Linked DNA regions of Macaca mulatta: all the other regions are linked to region 3. Evidence: chromatin contacts called from public Hi-C data. All regions are on one chromosome and are shown on one strand. The core of a region is the stretch at or near the end of the contact, and the rest is flanking DNA. Distances in the headings are between cores, read along the strand shown.

Region 1 (2,700 bases), core at 46-2,545, 130 kb after region 3:
CTTGTTGGAGATGAGGAACATTGTTGGAAAACTGAACTGACCATCCCGTCCTTCCCCTGAACAGCAGCTTGTATGCAACTATAGGGGTAGTCTCCCTTTCAGCCCTGCTTGCTGTGTCTTTATTCTTATCAAAAACCAGGATCTGAGTCCAGAGGGCAGTGAAACATAAAATGAAATAGGAAAGGTTGCAGTAGTACATAGACCTCGGCTGCTCCCACTAACCTGCAAAAAAAATATTTTCCTTGGGCGTACCTTAGCAGTTCCATGGCAGAAGTTTTATCTCCTGAGGTTCACAGAGTTTGGCTCTTCAAGCTGAATGTAGGGTTAATCTAAAGTGTGTCCTCCCTCCTCTGTGGGTGTTTGCCTAGCTCCTGGCTGTGGGTTGAAGGGACTGGTAAATGTGTCTATTTTACTGCTGAGGCAGGGTGGCTCAGTGCTTGGTCACCTTGGAGGGATCATAAGCAAGCCGCCGCTGGGGCCCTGTGCCACGCACAGGTATTCATGCATGCGTGCAAGCACACCCTGTATAGCTGTGTAATAATTGTCCAGGTGTGGTGCATTCTTTGTCAGATGTACCCTTGGTTTTACTGCCTCTGTGCAGAATGTTTATTTGCTGTGCTTCAGGCGGGGGCACGTAGCTTGATAAAGGGTGGTTTTTGCTGTGGCCCCTGCAAATACGTTTTGGTGGCCAGAGTAGATGAAAAACTGAGTTTCCCACTGGAGCGGGTTCATCTGGACTCTGACTTGTTGGTTGCGTTCTAGGAGCTAATTCTGTGGCTCTGGGCTCTCCCATGGAGGTGGGGATGAGGCCGGGGCCGGGGGGAGGTGGTCTTGTGACGGGACTGAGGGCTGTGCACTCAGAAAAGTGGCCACAGTTTAGGACGACCTCGACACGACCCTGTATAGGAGGCAATTAACTCCAGAGAAAACGAGCGAGCCCCGCGCAACTCTTCATTCCAGCAGGGAGAACAAGGAGGTGTGCCCGCCAGGGAAGGGGACGCACCCTCCTCGGCGCTTGCTGCCTTAACTTCCCCATCCCCGCGCCAGGGAGGGGCCGGAGTCGCCGCCGAGGCCGCCGAGCACAGAAAGTGCGTTAAGGGGACGCGCTGCGAGCCTCACACGTGACGGCGCCGCGCCGAACCGAGCGGGACCTGGCGCCAGCGGCGGCGGGCGCAGCGGGGTGGCCCGGAGCGGCGCGGGCGGCCTGGAGCCCCGGGAGCGGCGCGCGCGGCCCCGGCCCAGCGGCTCTCCTGGCCTCGCGCTGCACATTCTCTCCTGGCGGCGGCGCCACCTGCAGTAGCGTTCGCCCGAACATGGCGACACGGAGCAGCAGGAGGGAGTCGCGACTCCCGTTCCTATTCACCCTGGTCGCGCTGCTGCCGCCCGGAGCTCTCTGCGAAGTCTGGACGCAGAGGCTGCACGGCGGCCGCACGCCCTTGCCCCAGGACCGGGGCTTCCTCGTGGTGCAGGGCGACCCGCGCGAGCTGCGGCTGTGGGCGCGCGGGGATGCCAGGGGGGCGAGCCGCGCGGACGAGAAGCCGCTCCGGAGGAAACGGAGCGCTGCCCTGCAGCCCGAGCCCATCAAGGTGTACGGACAGGTGAGCAGTTTTGCAACCCGCCTCCCTCCAGTTTTTTCCTCTCCCTGCACTTCCTCACCCCTGCATCCATCCGTTGCAGTCGCTTCCTAGGTGCAGGCACCACTGGGGACTTCCCGGCTTGCATTTGTTTTTTTCCTTCACGAGTACAACCGTCAGCACTTGAATCGCATTGATCTTTCCTTCTTCCTGTCGATTTAGTAAACGTATTCCAGGTACCTTGCCGGGTGCAGTGCGTATTACCCCAGGGTGTGTGCAGAACGCTGTAGTTTCCGGCAGGTATAGGAGGGGTGCAGCTTCATTTTACATCTGGATAAAAAACGGGCTTTCTTTAGTGTACCATCAGTTGGCAGTGGAGGCGAGCACCCTGCAGTTGCGGTACACTTACACAGAACAGCACGAGGTGGGGGTTTCCACACTTAGCATTATTAGCACAATAAGGTGGGCGAACCTGAAAGCTTGTCGACTATCTCTGTACAGTCAGACAAGAGGTGTGTGTGCGTGTATAAGGGCTGAATTTTTAATTTCTGATTTTTGCCTAGGGTATGAGATGCTCTCCATTCCTTCTTCCCACCCTTCAAGATACTGACTCTCCTACCCCCTTCAAGATAACTTTATTTTGGAGAGGCATACCCCTCATGGCACTTGGAGATTTGAAATGACTGCAGGAAATTTGGTGGGCATTATTATTTTATAAGTGATTTATTTCTATCCAGGCAATGGGTTTATTAGATCATAAGTAACGTGAATTTCACTTTTATGGTCAGACTTACTGCGAGGAATTGCAGATGGAGTTTGTAGGTTAGGATCAGCACTGGCAAAATTAATTTGACCGTGTTATTGCCTCATGAGATTCCCAGTTCTGCAGTTAAGATTGACATCAGCAAAAGTATAAAGTCGGGAGGGGAGAAAAAGTAGGACCAGAGGAGGTGGTAAATACACTTGTTTTCTAGAGTCAAATTGTTTCTTTTAAAGTAGAAATTATTAATAAAAGATTACCCTGAGTTCTGCCTTTTCTCACTAATTTCACTTTAGCCATTTCTTCAGGAAATATATAGAGTTAAATGTTCAACCCTGGGATCCAGGACGAACCTTATAAACATAT
Region 2 (2,700 bases), core at 132-2,631, 210 kb after region 3:
GGGGGTCTCATAGAGCTGAAAGGGATGTTTAGGGTTAACTGCATCATTGCACAGATGAGAAAACAGGCTCAGCAAGGCGAAGTAACTTGCCCAGGGTCATTCCTTTTGTTAGTGACATTGGCAGGATTAGCACTTGGGTTTTTAGATTGCATCCTACATTCTTTGCAATATATTGTTCTGAAAAGCAAAACTGTCAGGAGTTTGTAACCTCTACACCCTTATGTTCTGATTTTATCAGATATAGACAGATCTGTATGTATGTACTGGTTCTTTTGGCTCATTATTGAATGGTTCATGTTAGGTCAAGTTCATGCTGGACCACACTTCTTCCTGTTTTTGAGCTGAACCCATTAGATGGATTGGTGAAGGATCTGGAGAGGGCTTCTGTAACTATCTTGTTTATTGCAAGGACAAAGCTTTCTTTTTCTTTGCTCCTTTTAGAAACAGGGCCAACTGGCCGGGCACAGTGGCTCACACCTGTAATCCCAGCACTTTGGGAGGCCGAGGTGGGCGAATCACGAGGTCAGGAGATCGAGACCATCCTGGCTAACACGGTGAAACCCCGTCTCTACTAAAAATACAAAAAACTAGCCGGGCATGGTGGCGGGCGCCTGTAGTCCCAGTTACTCGGGAGGCTGAGGCAGGAGAATGGTGTGAACCTGGGAGGCGGAGCTTGCCGTGAGCCGAGATCACGCCACTGCACTCCAGCCTGGGGGACAGAGGCAGACTCCATCTCAAAAAAAAAAAAAAAAAAAAGAAACAGGGCCAGCAGCAAGTGAGAGGTGGGTGGTTTGGAAAAAGAGATCTTAGCAGCTGGTTTTTTCCCTGTGGATAATTTGACATGTGTTGAGCAACCTGGCTTCAGAGAAGGAGAGAGAAGCAAAGTACTGGTATTTGGCATTCCGCTTGGCTGTTCTCTGTTCTGTGTAGCACTGGTTAGCTGTTTCTTTAGAGGCAATACTCTGAAGAGGTCCTGTTTGTATGCCACACTCTGTATTCATATTCAGATAGGTATTTGCTCAGACAACGACCATCACAGAGCACAGTACTTCCCACATTTGTGCTATCATTTATATACCCATTAATTTAATTTTCATTTCACATGTTTAGCAAGCGCCGATTGTGCCAGGTACTGTGTATCTATAGATGAATAGGATGCATGCCACCCTGTAGTCATAAGGTGGGCGAGGAAACAATTGTAGTGTTTGGTATACTGCTATGTGTGTAATATGCACGTAGGGGACATAGTTTGGCTTCCTAGGAATACATTTCATTCTTTGTATGGTTTTCAGATTTCAGAGTCAGTTCTCGATTTGCCTTGTTTAACTTCTCTGAAAATTAAATTTGCATTCCAAACTGGCTCTTCTGAAGGAGTTAGTGTGATTCTAGTCCTCTTACACCATCTGTCGGTGCATATGTGCTCAGGGAACGCAGCGTCATTCTGCACTAGCTGGAGCAAAACATGATGAGGAAAATAAACTCGCTGCCAGAAAATCATAAAGCCTTCCGCAGACGTTCTGAAATGACTTGGGGGTTGTAGACTTTGGGGGATTATGGACACTGTAGCATTCCTCTATTTGTATAGGTTTCTTTTGGAAGTGTCTGTTTGAATAGTTCAAATAGAGCATTTGAAAATACAAAAATACATACAAGCTTCCTATTGACAGGTGCATGTGTCCCACATAACAACCTGAGCTTGGCCTAAATCTGTGTAGCCACCTGGCATTTACTCAGTGTGTTGTTCACAGAGGTATTTTGCTTCTTCTCCTGCTGCTCTAAAAAGCAAGAAATAATATTCAGGTTAGTTCATATTCTCAAACTACAGTAGTGATTTGCTGTGATGCCTGTGCACGAGGAGAGGGTGCTTCTGACAAGACCGGATATCTGTTGCTGGGCTAGGGCTTCAGGCCCCTTCTAAGTTTGGCCTCCGCAACCACAGAGATCTCTTTTCCTTTATGACTCACAGCATGTATAGGCTGTCCTATTAATTTGGCATTGATCATATTCTGACTTCTTATGTTAGTTACCTTTACATGATGTGCCTGAATTCTGCAACTCGTTAGTAAGGTCTTTGTAGGTAAACACTTCTGCTCGATACAGGTTAGCAGGCACTTAAGCAAATATTTGATTGAAATAGGTCATGCATACTTAATCATCCAAGATTGCTTTTTTTTTTAAAACTGATTTATAAAACTAGAGGAGACCTAGCTGGCGTGCCAACTGCAGAGCTCCAAGGGGACCACTGCCATTGTGCTCCGTGTCAATGACAACCCCGGGCGCACAGATGTGAGTGGAGGCTCCCTGGATGTGTGCAACCTGGTGGTACCCAGGAGACACCAGAGATGACCTAATCCACTTTCCTTAGTTTTCACATGAGGGAATAAGAGATTAGTCAGGAGTTAATGCCCACACTGGAACTTGAGCATATTTCTGTTAGGAATCATTTCAGGTCAATTACACAGACAGCTGTCGAACATCTACAATGAAGCAGATGCTGTGCTAGATACCAAGGATGCAAAGGCGAGTGGGACACTGATCAGGAGCTGCCTGTGCCCACTGTTGCTCTGTGATGTTTCTGAGCCAGATGCAGAGAGAGAGGCTGGGAGGAGGGGGTTGTTTGAAAGAGGGCTTTCTGCTCTGATTTTACCCATCTTTAGGGAGGAAAGCCAAGTAAAGTAGCATTGGTAACTCAAATAGGTG
Region 3 (2,724 bases), core at 203-2,702:
TATAATCCCAGCACTTTGGGAGGCCCAGGTGGGTGGATCACTTGAGGTCAGGAGTTTGAGACCAGCCTGGCCAACATGGTGAAACCCCGTTTCTACTAAAAATACAAAAATTAGCTGAGTGTGGTGGCACATGCCTGTAATCAGCTACTTGGGAGGTGGAGGTTGCAGTGAGTCGAGATCACATCACTACACTCCAGCCTGGAGCACAGAGTGGGACTCCATCTCAAAAAAAAAAAAAGAAAAAAAAAAAAGGACAATGTTTGTGATCATCTATTAATCATAATATTCAAAGCAGGTTTCAGAGTATATGTACAAACTACTCAGCCGGTCTGAAGATAAAACAGCCAGGAGTTGTTTGAATCAGATGTTAGACACCTTTTCAATGAAACTCACACTGTATCCTACACCTGGAGATCAGCACAGCTGCCTGGGTGTTGCAGCCTTTTCCTCCACAATTTCATGGAAGAGCCCAACTGTTATGAATGAGCAGGCTGGTTTGGAAGCAGCGGGTGATTAGCAAATGGGAGAATACCCAAGGGTGACCCCCCTGAAGGGATGTGAAAATTCTCAAAACATGAATCCTCAGATAATGCTATTATCATTTAGGTAAATTCTTTCAACAAATAATTTTGATTACCTGATGTATAACAGGTGTTATGCTAGAAGGTAGGATAAAGCAGTAAATAGTTAAGAAGGAATATCAATAGTGGACATTTCGATAGGAAATCTGTGGAAGTGCTATGAGATAGTAAGTTTGCAGGAGGTAACATACCCTAGAGAAAATTCTCCCAAAAGGACGCAATGCTTAACCAGATGTCTGAAAGTGACAGGTAGGAAGGCCAGTAGAAGAGGGTTCTGGGTAGAAATAGTTGGTTGAAGGAAGGTTAAGAGTGGGAAGAGCATGGACCATTCAAGACACTGAAGGAGGTCCAGCATGGCTGGAATGTAGAATTCTAGAAGACTGGAAAGAGATAGAGGCTGGAGAGCAAGGTGCGGCCAGATCCTGGAAGGCTTTGTTGTTCCTGCAAAGAAAGTTGGTTTGATCATAAACGCAATGGGAAGACACTGAAAAGGATATTCTGTGAGGTGATGCAATCAGGTTTGTACATGAGAAATACTGCTGTGTGAATGGATGGGTGCCAGGGAGATACAGATTTGGGAGTTAGCAGGTATAGATGTGAACAAAAGCCATGAAGACATGGCCCAGAGAGAGTGTGTCGAGTGATAAAAGGGACAAAGATGGAATCCTAAGGAATATGGAAAAGTCAAGAAGAAGAGGAGCAAGTAATAAACTGAGAAGGAGCCAGAGATATGAGACTAACTAGGAGAAGGTTGCTTTGCAGGAACCAAGGGGAGAGACTGCTTCCAAAAGAAGGAAAGTCAGTGATGACAAATGTCACCAAGAAGCCAAGGAAACTAAGGACTGAGGAGCATCTAATGCATTTAACACAGGGAGGCGATGGGTAAGCTTGATAAAACCAGCTTCAGTAGAGTGGTGGCAGCAGAAGCCAGACTATGGCGAAGAAATACAATGACTGGTTGTAAAGGAATGGAGATGGTCTTCTGGAAGTACAGTTCCAAATGTGGGGACAGATAGAGCCAATAGTCGATAATAGGGCATTGGGTCAAGGTGGGAGGTGTTATATAAATACGAGAAATTTGGAGGATATTTAAGTACTGAAGGAAGTGGCAAGTTGAGTGGGAGGATGGAAGTCTCAGATGAAGGTTATCAAGAAGGCTGGAGAGGCTGTGATTCAGAGCACACAGAGAGCAGTGGCTTTGTTTGGAGGAGGGATGGGCTTCTACATTTCTGTGCATTTCTGGGTTCAGTGGCAATGGTTTGAGAGTGTTCCTGTCTGGCAGTTCTCATTCTCTCTGTGAGGATAAAAGGTACTAGGGACTACATTTTTCTCCATACCCATTGCAAAAGTTTAAAATTCCTCTCAAAGAGGAAGGTTTTTTTGTTTGTGTGTGTGTGGTTTTTTTTGTTTGTTTGTTTTTGTTTTTTTGTTTTTTAAGGCAGAGTTTCACTCTTGGTGCCCAGGCTGGAGTGCAATGGTGTGACCTCAGTTCACTGCAATCTCTGCCTCCCTGGTTCAAGTGATTCTCCTGCCTCAGCCTCCTGAGTAGCTGGGATTACAGGCACACGCCACCACAGCCAACTAATTTTTTGTGTTTTTAGTAGAGATGGGGCTTTTCTGTATTGGCCAGGCTGGTCTCGAACTCCTGACCTCAGGTAATCCGCCCGCCTCGGCCTCACAAAGTGCTAGGATTACAGGCATGAGCCACTGCACCCAGCCCAAAGAGGAAGTTTTTAAAAAGTATTCATGAAATCAGGAGAAGGATAGAGAATCCCTAAAATGTGTTTTTAAAAAAACAAACTTAGGCAAAAGTAATTGATGGTCAAGACACTTATGAAGGTAAACACCGTGCAAATTCTGTCTACAGCAATCGATGGTGGATGCACTAAAGACATGAATTCAAACAAAAACTGTGTATCTTACTCTAATAAACATTTATGATCAAGTCTAACAGTTAGGTAAATGAAAACAATTCACTCTCCGTATCCAGATTTAATGTGTTTCATCTGAGCAGTTGAATGAATACATAACCACTAATTGCAGTAGAATTATATGAAAATTAGGTAGTTTAATAAACTCTATGGATTTGAACAATAGTTAACACAATAACCTGAACTTAATTAGATGCTCATATTAAATGCCG

The links. A called contact is a pair of places that touch in the nucleus more often than the background predicts.
Region 1: a Hi-C map of fetal cortical plate shows a contact between it and region 3, with 2.0 times the contacts expected there. The contact joins the promoter of SORL1 here to the enhancer-like site in region 3. A contact is called at or near these places in 4 of 14 Hi-C or Micro-C datasets (blood, fetal cortex germinal zone, fetal cortical plate and 1 more).
Region 2: a Hi-C map of cortical neurons shows a contact between it and region 3, with 3 times the contacts expected there. The contact joins two enhancer-like sites. A contact is called at or near these places in 4 of 14 Hi-C or Micro-C datasets (cortical neurons, fetal cortical plate, fibroblasts and 1 more).

The regions. Positions count from the first base shown.
Region 1 is chr14:122,125,990-122,128,689 of T2T-MMU8v2.0, forward strand. SORL1 (sortilin related receptor 1) reads left to right here and starts at 1,296. Exons shown (of 48, transcript XM_015115975.3): 1 at 1,296-1,598. The coding sequence starts at 1,314.
Region 2 is chr14:122,207,895-122,210,594 of T2T-MMU8v2.0, forward strand. All of the region lies in intron 12 of SORL1 (sortilin related receptor 1), which reads left to right. Among named protein-coding and RNA genes, the nearest start is that of SORL1, 82 kb to the left of the region's middle. Within about 2 kb of position 1,382, at least 8 of the 40 cell types and tissues checked have an H3K27ac peak or open chromatin away from gene starts, as enhancers often do. A contact at or near this core is called in cortical neurons and fetal cortical plate, where this site is marked.
Region 3 is chr14:121,993,694-121,996,417 of T2T-MMU8v2.0, forward strand. No RefSeq gene overlaps it. Among named protein-coding and RNA genes, the nearest start is that of SC5D, 27 kb to the left of the region's middle. Within about 2 kb of position 1,453, at least 4 of the 40 cell types and tissues checked have an H3K27ac peak or open chromatin away from gene starts, as enhancers often do. A contact at or near this core is called in cortical neurons and fetal cortical plate, where this site is marked.